Linked DNA regions of Mus musculus: regions 2, 3 and 4 are each linked to region 1. The links are chromatin contacts, called in public HiChIP or PLAC-seq maps. All regions are on one chromosome and are shown on one strand. Each heading gives the region's core, a stretch centred on a gene start, on an enhancer-like site or on the middle of the called end of the contact. The rest is flanking DNA. Distances are from core to core; before and after follow the strand shown.

Region 1 (3,363 bases), core at 485-2,984:
CAGAGAAGTATGGATTTCAGGGTCAGAGAGTCAGTTGAGAGAAAACAGGATCTAGAAAGATTGCTGAGTTTATAAAGTACTTCTCTTGCAAGCATGAGGACCTGGGTTTGATCCTCAGTGCTCAGTTAAAAAGAAGAAGACGACGACGATGACAACGGCGACAACATCTAGAGAGAGATGGCTTGTTGGAGCAGTCAGTAAAGACATTGCAACTATCTCTGCCCTGCCCTCCACCTGCACCAGTGCATACATGTGCACATAATAATAATAATAATAATAGCTTTATGGTTTGGTTTGATTTTGTATGTTCAGATTTTTGGTTGAATAGTTTGACCTGAGTAACTTCCTACCTTAGTCTTGGTCTGGCCTCACATACATTATATTTTATTTTATTGTTATTACAGTTAATTAAGTTACTGTTATTATTACAGTGCTTTATCCTTTTATTGGGTTTAAATTTCCCTTTATGAAATATGCATGGATCAAAAATGTGCCTTTGGAAGAAATTGCTGGTGTTAGTTGTGCTGGCGTCACTTCATACTGTGATGTTTTCTGTTTACCAAGAGATGAGTATTTCAATATAACGATGTGCATGTTTTCCCTTCTCCCGCTGCATGCAGGGATTCGGGTTCGTAACTTTCGAGAATAGTGCTGATGCAGACAGGGCCAGGGAGAAATTGCACGGCACCGTGGTAGAGGGCCGTAAAATCGAGGTGCATGTCTTCAATAATTCAATTTCTCGTTTATGGTTTTCTTTCTCTTTGTGTACTGCCTCACTTCACCTTTGGACCCTGTCCTGTCCATGTGTGCACACCTGTTCATGTTTGCATTCCTATCTCTGTGTGTGCACTCCTGTCTGTGTGCACTCCTGTCTGTGTCTGTCTTCACCTTCTTGCACTACACTGTAAAAGTAACAATTCTGTCAGCTTCTCCCCTGCTCTTGGTTGTTCGAGGGTTAATTTGGAGGGCGGGGATGTGTGCTTACCTGTTTTTCACTTTTTTCCCTCTTCCAAAATGTTCATCCTTCTGCTCTCGATTTTTTTTCCTTTGCTTCAGTTTGCAAGACTCTGAGTTCCTATAATGAGGCCTAAGCAAAACTAATTTCAAAAATGTCTAAAAACCATCTAGCTTGTAGCATTGTGTCTTGGAGGCCAGTTCCCCTCCAAGTGTGTTGGATAAGTGTGGATAGATGATTATAGTGGTTGGGGGGTCAGAATCCAAAACTCTGATCATTTTAAATTTTACTTAATACCAAGAACTTCAAGGCTTGACTCCAAAGGTGACAAATAACAGTCTCAACAGAGGGTTCAGGGGCAGCTGGTGGCACTGATGGACAGATGTTGTGATTGCAAAGTCAGCCCTGGGCTCACCAGCGTAGAGTGACTAACAAATTGAAGGTTAACTGGCTCCTCTCCCCTTTCCCAGTTTTTTAAAGTATTAAATATAAAAGCCACCATTTGAGTAAGATGTCTGCATATTTTGCTTTTTTTCCCCTTTCCGATGGTTTAGCATTTAGGGCCCTTCACTTGCCTCACTCTTTCCATGGTAACTATACACAATGCTGGCGGTGCCCGTTGGCGGTAAGTGAATTGAAAGTGCTAGAGAAGAAGCTTTTTAAAATGTAATCACAAAACAATTAAGAGAGAAAAAGTCCATCTGCCATCTCACATTAACACTACCAGATGTGGTTTGACTTGCTTCTCTCCCTTCCCGCCCCTTTTATTTCCACTGCTGTGGGTGGTGTCGCCTGGACTTTGGATGTACATCCTGTCTTGTAGCAGTCTGAGCTGTTTGGTTACTGACTTCATGGTGATTTTTTTCCCCCTTGCGCATCTTACTCAGAGTTACTGAACTCCAGTTTGGCTGGTTTTATTAATGCACTCTGCCCCCTTCCCCAGCTCCTCCCGCCCCCGCCCATGCAGCTCTTCCTGCTGACACCCTCCTCATGTTCTCTCCTATTCTCCCCTACCACTCTGTTGTTTCCCTGACTTCCCATTCCTGCCCCTTCCTTTCTTCCTCCCTGTCCCTCGCTGTCTGGAGCTGTGGGTGTCTCTTGCTGACTGGTAGTGTCTGCTTGGTTCTGGCTGGTCTTCCTTTGAATTGCTTGGTGGCTTTCTGCTCTAGCAGCTGGTTCAAGCCCTTGCTCCATTCCAACCTTGCTGCTCACTTTCCCTCTTCTTTCCCAGTTGTTTCTTTCTTTTCTTTGTGTGTGTTAACTGCATGCTCTCAATCTCATCGTTGTTGTCTCCCATTCTTTCTTTGTAAATGTGAAATGTTTACATTATCTGGTGGTCAAACTCGAGTAAATGGAGTTTCAAGCTGTCTTCACACAGGAAGGGGGAGAGGGTCACAAAACATCAGATGTTTTTAAATTCTACTTTTACCCAAAATTGGTCTTCTTAACATAAATCTAGTACAGTGTATATCCCTAGAGGCGAAGTAAGCTGACCTTGGTGGCACAAGCCTGTAATCTAAGCATTCAGGAGGCCGAGGCAGGAGGATTGCAGATTTGAGGCGAGCCTGGCTACATAGCAAATCTCAGCCTCAGCCTGAGCTTCCGCATTTATATATTCCATAAGCTCCAAGCTTACGGTGAGCTGTGGTTGAGTTTGTGATGAGGCTCTGAAGTTGGTCCCCTCCCCTCAATTTCTCCTCACCTTAGCATGGAGAAAGCCTCGTACACACATGCCTCATTATGGGTTAGGGGACCACAGGGCAGGAGAACTAAGCAGTCACTCTTCACTGCTGAGCCCCTGTGCCAAAGGCCCTCAGAAACTTCATCTTAAGTGAGTGTCCCCTGTGATCTAGAAAATCAGAATGATTTTCAGAATGATCCTACAGTCTGCCACCATGGGGACTCCTCTATTTTTTTTATTTTTATTTTTATTTTTTTTACTAATCCCAAACAGTTTAAAAAAAGGGGGGGGGGGGTAAACTATCAGGACAGGATATGACATCAGCATCATGGCTCAGGTGGCAAGCCTCCGTTTTATTAACAAGCTTCAAAGTTCTTTTGTAGACATATTTGTTCCTGATTTCCTTTTTTCCAAATTGCCCTCAGTAAAGTGAAATCTTAAGGCTGTCCAGAGAACTTTAACTGCACGGTTTCTCTACAGTGCTGAATGGTGGAACAGCCTCAGTTTTCTATTTGGAGACAAGAAACTACATTTTACTCTTGTTAGCCTCATTTAATAAACACATTAAAATTTATGAAAATTTTATGATGCTGTGTTAATTATATAAATGCTATCAGAAATGTACTTTTTAAATTATGCTCTGTTACTGAGTGAGCAGTGTTATGTCCCCTAATGTGTCTCTCCCCACCCCTCTTGTCTGCTCGTTATCTTTAGGTGAATAATGCAA
Region 2 (3,363 bases), core at 370-2,869, 200 kb before region 1:
AAAATAGTATTATTATGCTAATTTTAGGTGTCAGAGCTAAGCTGAGGGACAAGAGCCGTTAATTAACTCCCTCCCATAAGGTGTCAAGGCTTGTAAATGGCTAAGCTATTGCAACCTACAAACATACAAATACTCAGTAGGAAAACCCAGCTCCAAGGCAAGTTGTGCAGTCTTTTCCAACTAGCCTGCAAGCCCTTCTATTCCCTCTCTTAACCACCAGTGGTCCGGCATTACATGGGCAGGAGTGGTCAAGCCTCCCTGGGACTCGTCTGGCTCTGAAGCAGAGATCTTCATCCCTCTGTCCATTTTTAGGTGCTTAACTCAAGTTCAAAGGTCAAGTCACAGACTGGTTGCAAGTAACCTTAGACATCACCTGACCTGGGGTTTCTCAATCTCTGAACTATTGGCATTCTGGTTTGGACAAGTCTCTCTTGCAGGGATTGTTCTCTGCACTGTAGAGTTCTGAATAACATTCAAAGCTTCTATTCAGTAAATGCCAGTATAGTCTCCATTTGTGAAGAACAAAATTTACCATATGACAAATACGGAAGTGGGAGATGCTGAAAGGGTCTGAAACTTTTTCTTGGCTGGGAACCACTGATCCAAAGGATTATTTCAGATACTGCAGTTGGGATCCAAAGAGAAAAACTCACTTGTTTAAAGTAGCAAGCAAGGGTAAGGCTAGAAGCTAGGTTATTGCACAATATCCCTTTCCATGTCACAGTATGGAACCCTGAGAGGCAGAAGCAGTTTCTATTTACAATCAGGTGGAGAAAACCTACCGGACAGACCTAACTGCACAAAGCTGATAAGCTAGGAAGGGCTATTCAGGCAGCAAGGAGTAAAACCAAGAGATTGCCATCTTGACTGGCCACATATTTCTGCTTCAGGACTTGAACAAATTCAGGTCCATCCATTGGATTAAAACCATGTTTTCTACTGTCAGGCTCAAAATGGTTCCGTAAATGCCCTATGTAAACGTAAAGCTCTTAAAAAAACACCAGGCGTTATTTATTACTATTATTAGAGACAGTTTTTCTGTGTAGGGCTATCCTGGAACTCACTATGCAGATAGACCAGGTTGGCTTCGAACTCAGAGATACTCCTGTCTTTGCTTCCTACTTCCTAGGACTAAAGGTGTGCACCACCGCCATGCCTGGCAACATCAGAAATATTGACATCATTAGAGATGCAATTATTCGCTTCATAGCACCATTTCTCAGAAAAGTTTATATGGGAGCCATCACTCCTGGACTTCCCAGGTCTTGGGCTGGAGAGGAAGGAGGCAAAGGGACCTTCCTCTCGCAGAGCGCCCCTCTGCTTCCCTAAATCCCAGGAAGCCAGATGAGAGAGATCAGGTCATCACTTCTCACTAGTGCAACTAGTCCAAGTTGCTCCCCCGAACTCCTGCCCTTCAAGCTCCGCCCCCCGGCCACCGCCTTAAAAGAGGCGGCCCCTTCTCTCTCCATGCTTCCCAGAGCATCCCCGAGCTTCCCGAGCTTTTCCGAGTCCTTCCCGGCCTCCCGCGGGCGGCCCGCGCGGAGGCGACGGAGATTGCCGAGGGGCGTAGCCACGCCCCCTCACTACAGCCTCCTCTCGCGCGGGCGGCCCGAGTCCCACACATCCAGGTTCCTCCCTCCTTCTCTCCTTTCTCTCTCCCCGCCTTCCCGGCGCTGCCACAGTGGCGGGACGGAGGATCCCGACCAGTCAGCTCGCTGCGGCCTCGCGCTCCTCCTCCTCCCAAATAAACAGCCCTCCCCAAGCTGGGAGCCCAGGCCGTCCCCTTCCCCGCACGGCTGGCGAGTGGTGAGGGAGCGCGGGACTGAAGGACCAAGGGACCGAGGGATCGGCGCACGCGCGTGCGAGTGAGAGAGCGAGCGAGCGGCCGGCGCGAAGCCGGAGCAGAAGCCGGAGCCGGGGCCGAAGCCGAAGCCGGAGCCATAACCTGAGTCGGAGCGGTAGTGAAGCCGAAGCCGAAGCCGGGCTCCGGACCGACGCGCACGCACACACGCACGCGGGGGGCGGGGCCGGCGCGCGCCCGCCTGTCGCGACTGTCGGCACCGAGGCCCAGGGGGAGGTGGCCTGTCGCGGGTCGCCCGGCTCCCGGTGGCGAAGGGGGCGCGGGCGGATGGCGGAAGGCGGCCAGGCGCAGCAGCAGCCGCCTCAGCTCGGGCCCGGCGCTGCCGCCCGGGGCATGAAGCGGGAGTCGGAGGTGGAGTTGCCGGTGCCCGGAGCGGGGGCAGACGGACCCGAGCCCGGCCTGAGCAAGCGGCCACGCACAGAGGAGGCGGCCGACGGCGGGATGCAGGTGACCGCGCGGGACGGGCGCCCGGTTACGGAGGGCCGCGGCGGGCTCGGGCCTCCGGGCGCCGGGTGGGCCTGGCTGGAGAGTGGGCTTGGGGCCGGGTGCAGGGGCTGGAGGGGCCCCGGAGGCAGCGCGAGGGAGTGGGATTTTTTTTTTTTTCCTTTTGGAGTTGGGATTGAACAGGATCGGGATGCAGTCCATTTCTTAAGCCTGTGCTCAGTTTGTTGAGAAGTTGAGGGTTCTTGGGTCGATTTGTCCAGAGGAGAGCTGTTGGGCCGAGCTGAGAGCGAGGGAAGCTGGTGGTGGGAAAGCTCCGGAGAAGAAGGGCGCCTTTTGGTTTACACTGGGATGAGGAAAGGGGGAACGGCATGTGGAGAACAGACTGAAAAGCCAGCCAACTCCTGGAGAGAGAGCGAGCCCGAAAGGGGATGTGGCTTAGCTTGTGGGTTCAATCAGTTACTCGAGCAGTCTTGAGAAGTCCGCGGAGTTTGGTAGTGTGATGCTCTGTCTCAGTTTTGTGCAGCATGTTATTAAGTCTGGAGAGAGACACCAGGCAGATCCCGCCTGTGCTTTACCCATTGCATCCTACGTTCGTAGGATGCGGAGTAAACTCCTTAGTATCCTGAGGTAGAAAAGAAAATTTATAGGGCTGTTAGGAGACTGGTTTCTGAGTTGTGGCCTCCAGTGTTAGCTTGATTGTTGAGGGTGGGAAATGACAAAGATATTGATACAGGCGGTTAGTACTTAGTTTGAAGAAGGTAATGCATCCTTAAGGGCTTTAGGATTTGCTCTCTGTTTAGAAAATATTGGCTACGAAATGGAGAGGCTCACAGCAGCAACGGGATGCTTTCTAATTCTTTTAGAATCGTAGAATGTTAGAGATGGAAGGGACCAGAAACGCCATCATCTTTTCCACCAGGAGTTCTCAGTCTAATGTACTCGGAAGAGTTATGCAGAATGGCTTAATGTGCATTGAGTCAATACTTTGTATCTTTTTTTTTGGGGGGGGGGAGGGTGTGTTCAAGTTTCAGCGTATTTTAACTGCCTCATTTTTATTG
Region 3 (3,363 bases), core at 254-2,753, 150 kb before region 1:
GATTCTTTGGGGCTTTCCATACAGCCTGTATGCTGTGATTCCATGAGGGAAATGCATATTTGTTGGAGAATTTTGTGCAGAGGTGGAGATCTTAGGGGATCCAGAAGAACTGCTTCTCCTTAGTGCCTAGGAAGGGAAAGGAAAGGGAAGTGGTGACCAGAGAGTCTTAGGTGGTATGCTTAGGATACTAAATGCAGCGGTGGGAGGAAGGGCTCTAAAACTGTTCAAAACAGAAGAGCAGGGCTGGATAAAGCATTGAGCCTAGACCAGCTCCTATGGCGAGCTGTAGGGAATTTTAACAACCTCTTCATTTGGTAGCCAAGACTTGGCCTTTGGAGGGGATGGGGCTTTTTGGAGATCAGGTGAGTCATGACCTGGCTAAGTTTGGACAGCAGTATGAAGACGCTCCTCATCCTGTGAAGCAGGGTGGGTAAGAGAAAATCTAGAATGTTAAATACACAGTTCTGTTGTTTTAAAACTATCCTTGTGTTGACTTAGTTTCTTTAGTAAATAGCAATAATAATAAAGCACAGTGGTGGAGTTTGTGACTGAGCTGGGAAGTTTTTGACTAGAAATGAAACTGTGATATATCTTGGTTATAACAGAAGCTGTAAGAGAGCAAATGAGAATCCATGTTGGCAAGCAAGGAAATTTGTTTTTCCTGAGAACAAAAGGAGAAAGGTGCAGAGATCGCAGGTCTGGATTATGCTAGTCATAATTAGCTGTGAAAACTCAGACTCCCAAGGTGAGGGTTTGTTGGAGTCTGATTTGCCTTTGGATCACTGAGAGCACTGGACTAAGGAAGGACCTGGGAAACCCTTCAGTGGCGGATGCTCTGGAGCCTGATTCAGGCTAGGGGCTGGGCTCCTTGCTTCTGCATTTCCCTAATCCATCATAACAATGGGGAGTGTTTTGTGACATTACATTTCTATTTATAAATGCTAACACTGGGATTCAGAGAAACTAGATGATGTGGCCAAGTTCATATGACCAGGAAGTGGCTGAGCTGAGGTTCACCTTGAGGATTCTGAGGTATCCCAGCATGCCTTCTCTCTGTTGTGCCTGTGTTAATTAAGGTGTCGTTTGTAGGCTTGTATTATTTCACTCACTGTTTATTATCAGTTCATATACAATAGGTGCAGAAATTGAAAGCACTTAGAAACTCAAGACAGTTTGACTGTAATTTCCTGAGTGTGTCATCCAATAAGGCTGAGATGTACGTCTTTGGATTTTTTTTTTAATTTAATTTCACACGTCTAGTAATACATTTTAGTGCATTTTAAGCAAGCAAAAAACAAACAAAAATGCTATTTCACTGATGGTTAGAAACCTAAAAAGAAAAGGTTGCTTTTTACAGTTGGTCTGAGAAGCTCTGCTGGCCTTGCTGTGACCCAGTTGTAGACACCTGCTTCAGCGGAGTCTTACACTGACTCTTGATTGGTGGAGCTCTGAGTGGCTGGGAAGAGAGATCAGAGAACAGGAGAGGCAGTAGGGGAGATGTGAGGAGGAGGGAAGAATGTGCAGCATAGCCTTCAGCAAAGGCAGCAAGGTGAGGGATGCCCCACCTTCTGTGCTCAGTAATGTCCGGCTTCCTGTCTTTTTGTAGCCTTGTCTTTTATTACACTCTGCCTGGCAGTGATGCAAAAGGGACCAAATGTAGGAGAAGAAAGTCATAGAAATGACGTTCAGAAGGATCACATATGAACACACACACACACACACACACACACACACACACACACCCTAAAAGTGTTTCCCTTTAAGGAAAAAGCTGCAGCTCTTTGGCAGAGCCAAGAGTTTTGATTGGCCCCTTCTCCTGCTGTTTGCCAGAAGAATCCCAACCAGTCCAGTTTTTTTTTTTTTTTTTTTTTTTTTTTAAAAAGGTGGTTTGGGAGACAGCCCAGCAGCCAAGTCTCTGGATTTAATTTGAAGTATAGAATGTTTCAGGGAGGGTTGGACCCAGCAGACGCGCCCCCTACTGTTCACCCTCCCACTGTGCACCAGGGAGTGTGACTGCTATTTTTGGAACACCCTTTCCTGCACCTCCTCTGTGCCTCATGGATTCTTTCTGAATTTCTCAAGTTGTGCCGGCTCTGGGATGAAGAAGGTTTGTAGCCAGTCTTTGCTACTTTGTGGGTTCTTTTTTTCCCTCACCCTTTATCTCCCCCTCTCCCTACTACCCCCTAATCATTAGATAGGAGAGAAATAAGGATGCAGGGGTGGGGGCTGGGAGAGAAAGAGATCCTTGAATCTAAGTTCTTTCTTTTTGTTTCTTCTTTGAACACAACTACCAGCAAACTGCAAACAGCCCTACCTCTTGGGGCCCTAGCATTTATATACCCCCCAAAAAGCTCCCAGACTTCCACACATCACACAGTTGCAGAAATATTTGAGGCAAATATTTGAGGCCAAAGCAGCCCCATATATCCCACACGTGGGATTAGAACGAAAACACATCCTTACAATATTTCTGTGTTTTTAAAGAAACTAAAATTCCATAATTCTCACTACAGATGGTAAGTTACTGAGGTGTTTTAGAGACCTCTCTGCAGCGGCTGTGGAGGAATTACTCATCCCACCTGTTACTCAGGACATGAGCCTAAGCAGTGTGCCCTGGGACTGTACAGGTTGGCTTTCTCTACTTTTAGACGCTCTAGGAGCTAGATCAGTTTTTGTTGTGAGGAAAACATCTTGCACATTGACTAGAGATGAGGGCAGGTGCTGTATGTGTAGATGGACCTCTTGCCAAAACATTTACATTTGATCTGCGACAATCTCTGCCATCTTAGTGTGTCTGAAGGCAAGACTGCCAGCAAATGGCAATTTAATCCCCAAAGTTAAGTTGCTCTCTTATCCGAAGCCCTAGCACTTAGCCTGAGGTTGGGAGCCGGCTCCTGGTTGCTTAGATGTAACTGGTGTCCTTGGGGCCACAGTTTCAGTGATCTACTAAGTCTCTTGCCTAATGTGGCTTAACTTAGCTCTGCCCTGCTATGTGGAAAAAGACCTACCTGTTTAGGATTCATTGGCTCCATGGGACAGTTAGACAGTTTATAGTGCCAGCCTGCATATTTCATGGTGAAAGATTTCAGGTTTGTTAAACCCTCATAACAGAATGTAGATTTAAAAAAACACTCTGAAAAGTACTCCTTAAAGAAGGCTTTGGGGAGCATGAGTCACAGGACTGCAATAAGTATTGATCATTGTACACAACACAGATGTCTCATGGTACTCAGGGGCTCCTTTCCCTGCCTCATACACAGGTCCCAGATTCCCTTATTTAAATGCACAGTGGTTAATGTTAACCTGGGTATCTTCTATATCTCTTCAGTGGTCTCTAGATCACTTAATGATTTCTAGTACATT
Region 4 (3,363 bases), core at 592-3,091, 130 kb after region 1:
AAAAACTGACCAATTAGGGACAACATCACAGACTCAGGAGCCTGACTACATCTAAGAACATTTGCCGTAGTGTTTAAGCAGATTACAAAAATCTATTGTACTCCGGCTGGCTCTGATTGATCGGGGCCGAAGAACAGACTCATGCCGCTGGTTGGTTTAGGGTAACTTGCTTAACATTCACGGCTTACCTTGCCAACCAGGACGTTAGTTACCCACACACATGTCTTTCTTAGCCAAGCAAGTTACCCAGGGAGGTCTTAGGAACTTACATTTTATTTCATCTCTGTTCAAAATGGAAGTTGTATTCAAAATGGTTTCCATTTGGATCCTTCTTACAGTGGTCCCTGGTTTTCAAAGATTGGTGGAAGGGCAGTCTGGGGCCACTACAGAAGACCTGCTTATGACCCAGGCTGACTGTCCACGCTGGCATGAGGTGATTGTCCTTAATGGTGTCCATGGCTCCCCAGACTGGCATCTTTTATTGGTAACTAGTCATTTGTTTTTGTTTTTGTTTTTTGTTTGTTTGTTTGTTTTTGAGGCTTTCTCCATTGGCCATGAGCAGTCTGACCAGTAAGACACACAAAGTGAGTTGACAGGAAAGCAGCCAGCATAACCTATAACCTTTGCCTGTCTCTTTTGTGGCTCACCAGCCACCAAGACAGCTTCACCTCTGCCTTTCCGTGCTCAGTTATTGCAGACTTTGGGGCCACCTTGATGAACCGACAGGTATCCAGCCCTGTAAAACCCTTTCGCTTTTGGAGATTTTTCGGATATCCGAAGCTGACCGAGGGACAAAAGCCAAATTTAACAGCCTAGGGTTTTCCCTAGGGGGGAAAAGGGAGTATAAATTCTGAAAGTTTCTTTGAATCATGAGAAATGCCCCCAAAAGACTCCTCTGGACCCCAAAGAACCTCGGTAGTCTTAAACAGTTAAGACTTAAGGCAGTTTTTTGAGCTGCACCTGAATTCTAGTCATTAGATACCCGTGAAAAGTGTCCAAGGCCTGGGAACTTGTGTACGTGCTGTACGGGGTCCGAGTCACGATGCTTGGATGGAAAAGCTACTTTAAAAGCATTCAAACCAGTGACTGAGGCTTAGAAGTCTCTGCTCCAAACATCCCCAACACACAGGAGTTGCCAGGTCTGGACGACAGATTGCAGGAGGGCAGTTAGGGCTTGGGACTTAGTTAAAATGGAGTATTCGGATCTGAGTCTTCTAGTTATAGGGATCTGAAGCAGACTAGGAAAAGGCGGTGCCCTTCCTCTAAATCATGATGAGGCGGTGCCTCCAGTGACAAAAAACAGAGGCTGGAACCTGAATCCAGGGCATGGAGGGCTCTCAAGAGGAAAACTAAAGATGGTGAAGGAAGTGCAAGAAGTTGGGGAAACCAGATACGCCACGTGACCAGTAATAGCCACGGAGCCGAGGGTGGGGGTGGTGTTAAGGAAACAAAGAGTTTAGATCCAGGAGAAGCCAGTGAAGTAGGGGTGGGGTGCGGAGGTGGGCAGGGTGCGGTGGGACTTCATGGAGGAGTCTGAGGTTGAGCGGGAGAAGGAAGAATCTGCAAGAAGTGGAGTAGATAGGTTGTAGACAAAGGGAAGGGAGACCAGTAGAAGGTTCCTTGGCCTCTGAAGGCAGCAGGACAGGTGGCGGAGGCTGGCGACAAGGAGCCTACCCGCCAGAACCAGAGCAGGGCGTGTACACCACCTCTCCCTCCCCCAGCCGCCCCCCCCCCCCCCCAAGCCCTTCTGCAGATCTTCCGTCCTCCCTGCAGGACCAGGAGTTCCGCATCCGGGATGGGACTGGGCCGGGGCCCAAGTGAGCACAGCCTCTTCAAGTCCCGGGGACTTTGCCATGTGAAACAGGTCCGGGCTCGGGCCCGACCGCGGCTCCAGAACCACCCTCCATTGTCGATCCCCGGGCCCGAGAGGCGCCGCGGGAGGGGTAGGGGCTGTGGCTCCAGGACCTGGAAATTTCCAATCTTTGAGAAAAAAGAAGACATTTCTAGCCCGGGAAGGGGGTGGGGGTGGGGATGGGGGGTGGGACACTGGATACGAACTAGTAACAGCATAGAGAGGGCGACACCTACTGGCAGAATCCTGAAAAACTAGCAGAATGTCAGAGTCAATGTCCACAAGCAACAGAATCAAGAAATCAAATCAACAACTAACTCCCTAGGCTAAACTTGCTTGTCAGGCATTTAATCATTCACACAGTTGGCCATCCATCCATCCATTCAAGCAGAACCGAAACCATATCTCTCCTGAGAGGCGGAATCATAACGCACGTCTCCACTACTGGGGTCCCAACTCAGTGGGAAGGACTGGGAAGAAATTGATCAGAAAATTTCTTCCCAAAGCAGATTTTCTTGGCTTATCCCCTTATCCAGAAGACTCCCCGTCGGGGGCTATCCCTTTTATCCAGAAGGCTCCCTGAGGGGGTTTATCCTCCTCAGCCAGAACCAAAAGCCAGAACCAGACTCACCTCTGAGGAGTGTTAGACACACAGCAGTCACTCCAGCCAGACCTCTCCAGAGAAGAGGAGCCTTGGAATGTCTGTCAGGGGGCACCCCCCACCCTGTAGCCTCTCCATGGCCAGGAAGGTGTGAGCTAGGCTGAGTCCCACAGAGCATGGGGGAGCTCAACAGGGGCCTCCAAATGAAATGATAGTTACTTCCACGCTAGAGACTTACTGGCAGTCATTCGGATTAAGTCAATAAAAGTTCTGAGTCAAGCCGGGCGTGGTGGCGCACGCCTTTAATCCCAGCACTTGGGAGGCAGAGGCAGGCAGATTTCTGAGTTCAAGGCCAGCCTGGTCTACAAAGTGAGTTCCAGGACAGCCAGGGCTACACAGAGAAACCCTGTCTCGAAAACAAACAAACAAACAAACAAAAAAAGTTCTGAGTCCTTTTTAATGGCCAGACCAAGAGTGGGCTCACCCCTCTGATATGAGAACTTTTGGTCTCCAAGCTCAGGGGTACAGCATTTTTAAAGACAACCACAATTACATCAGTGCTTAGGGAGTTATTACATTAGTGAGGGATTTGGAGTGGCCTAGTAACATCTTTGCAAGGTGCAGCAACATCTTCCAGACACCACATATTGTGTTTAGACCATGGTCAATGTTATGGACCATCCAAGGGCCCTCACCGAGGTGAGTGTGACTATTGAGGGTGGATAGGGCAGAGTGACCAGGCAGGCACGCATAACGCTAAGATAAGATGGCTTCCCTTAGCCACATCAGACTACCCTCTACCATGCTTCCTTGGGTGTTGATGGGCGTCTCTATCTGACTCTGGGCTGGGTCTATGATAGAATTTGCCCTCAGGTTACAGGCATGGTGCTTAAGGGTGTGTGTCTTTATC

What was found. HiChIP or PLAC-seq counts read pairs in DNA pulled down with a chosen protein or histone mark.
Region 2: a contact with region 1 is called in an H3K4me3 HiChIP or PLAC-seq map of stem cell-derived neural progenitor cells, with 2.6 times the contacts expected there. The contact joins the promoter of Rbfox2 here to the enhancer-like site in region 1. A contact is called at or near these places in 6 of 39 promoter capture datasets (the HPC-7 cell line, cranial neural crest, hippocampal neurons and 2 more), 1 of 15 datasets of contacts at CTCF or cohesin (the NIH/3T3 cell line), 5 of 115 datasets of contacts at active chromatin or transcription factors (embryonic forebrain, embryonic stem cells, neural tube and 1 more) and 3 of 9 other capture datasets (adipose tissue, liver and pancreatic islet).
Region 3: an H3K27ac HiChIP or PLAC-seq map of embryonic stem cells shows a contact between it and region 1, with 5 read pairs. The contact joins two enhancer-like sites. A contact is called at or near these places in 3 of 39 promoter capture datasets (cranial neural crest, frontonasal cranial neural crest and second pharyngeal arch cranial neural crest), 3 of 115 datasets of contacts at active chromatin or transcription factors (all in embryonic stem cells) and 3 of 9 other capture datasets (adipose tissue, liver and pancreatic islet).
Region 4: a contact with region 1 is called in an H3K27ac HiChIP or PLAC-seq map of embryonic stem cells, with 6 read pairs. The contact joins two enhancer-like sites. A contact is called at or near these places in 4 of 484 Hi-C or Micro-C datasets (the C2C12 cell line, cerebellar granule neurons, embryonic fibroblasts and 1 more), 2 of 115 datasets of contacts at active chromatin or transcription factors (both in embryonic stem cells) and 1 of 9 other capture datasets (adipose tissue).

Annotation. Positions count from the first base shown.
Region 1 is chr15:77,102,927-77,106,289 of GRCm38.p6, reverse strand. It overlaps Rbfox2 (RNA binding protein, fox-1 homolog (C. elegans) 2), which reads left to right. Exons shown (of 14, transcript NM_053104.6): 6 at 621-713; 7 at 3,351-3,363. Among named protein-coding and RNA genes, the nearest start is that of 1700109K24Rik, 20 kb to the right of the region's middle. Within about 2 kb of position 1,734, at least 22 of the 459 cell types and tissues checked have an H3K27ac peak or open chromatin away from gene starts, as enhancers often do. A contact at or near this core is called in embryonic stem cells, pancreatic islet and stem cell-derived neural progenitor cells, where this site is marked.
Region 2 is chr15:77,305,309-77,308,671 of GRCm38.p6, reverse strand. Rbfox2 (RNA binding protein, fox-1 homolog (C. elegans) 2) reads left to right here and starts at 1,619. Exons shown (of 14, transcript NM_053104.6): 1 at 1,619-2,308. The coding sequence starts at 2,129.
Region 3 is chr15:77,256,186-77,259,548 of GRCm38.p6, reverse strand. The region is part of intron 1 of Rbfox2 (RNA binding protein, fox-1 homolog (C. elegans) 2); the gene reads left to right. Among named protein-coding and RNA genes, the nearest start is that of Rbfox2, 49 kb to the left of the region's middle. Within about 2 kb of position 1,503, at least 55 of the 459 cell types and tissues checked have an H3K27ac peak or open chromatin away from gene starts, as enhancers often do. A contact at or near this core is called in embryonic stem cells, where this site is marked.
Region 4 is chr15:76,972,614-76,975,976 of GRCm38.p6, reverse strand. No RefSeq gene overlaps it. Among named protein-coding and RNA genes, the nearest start is that of Gm35933, 13 kb to the left of the region's middle. Within about 2 kb of position 1,841, at least 164 of the 459 cell types and tissues checked have an H3K27ac peak or open chromatin away from gene starts, as enhancers often do. A contact at or near this core is called in embryonic stem cells, where this site is marked.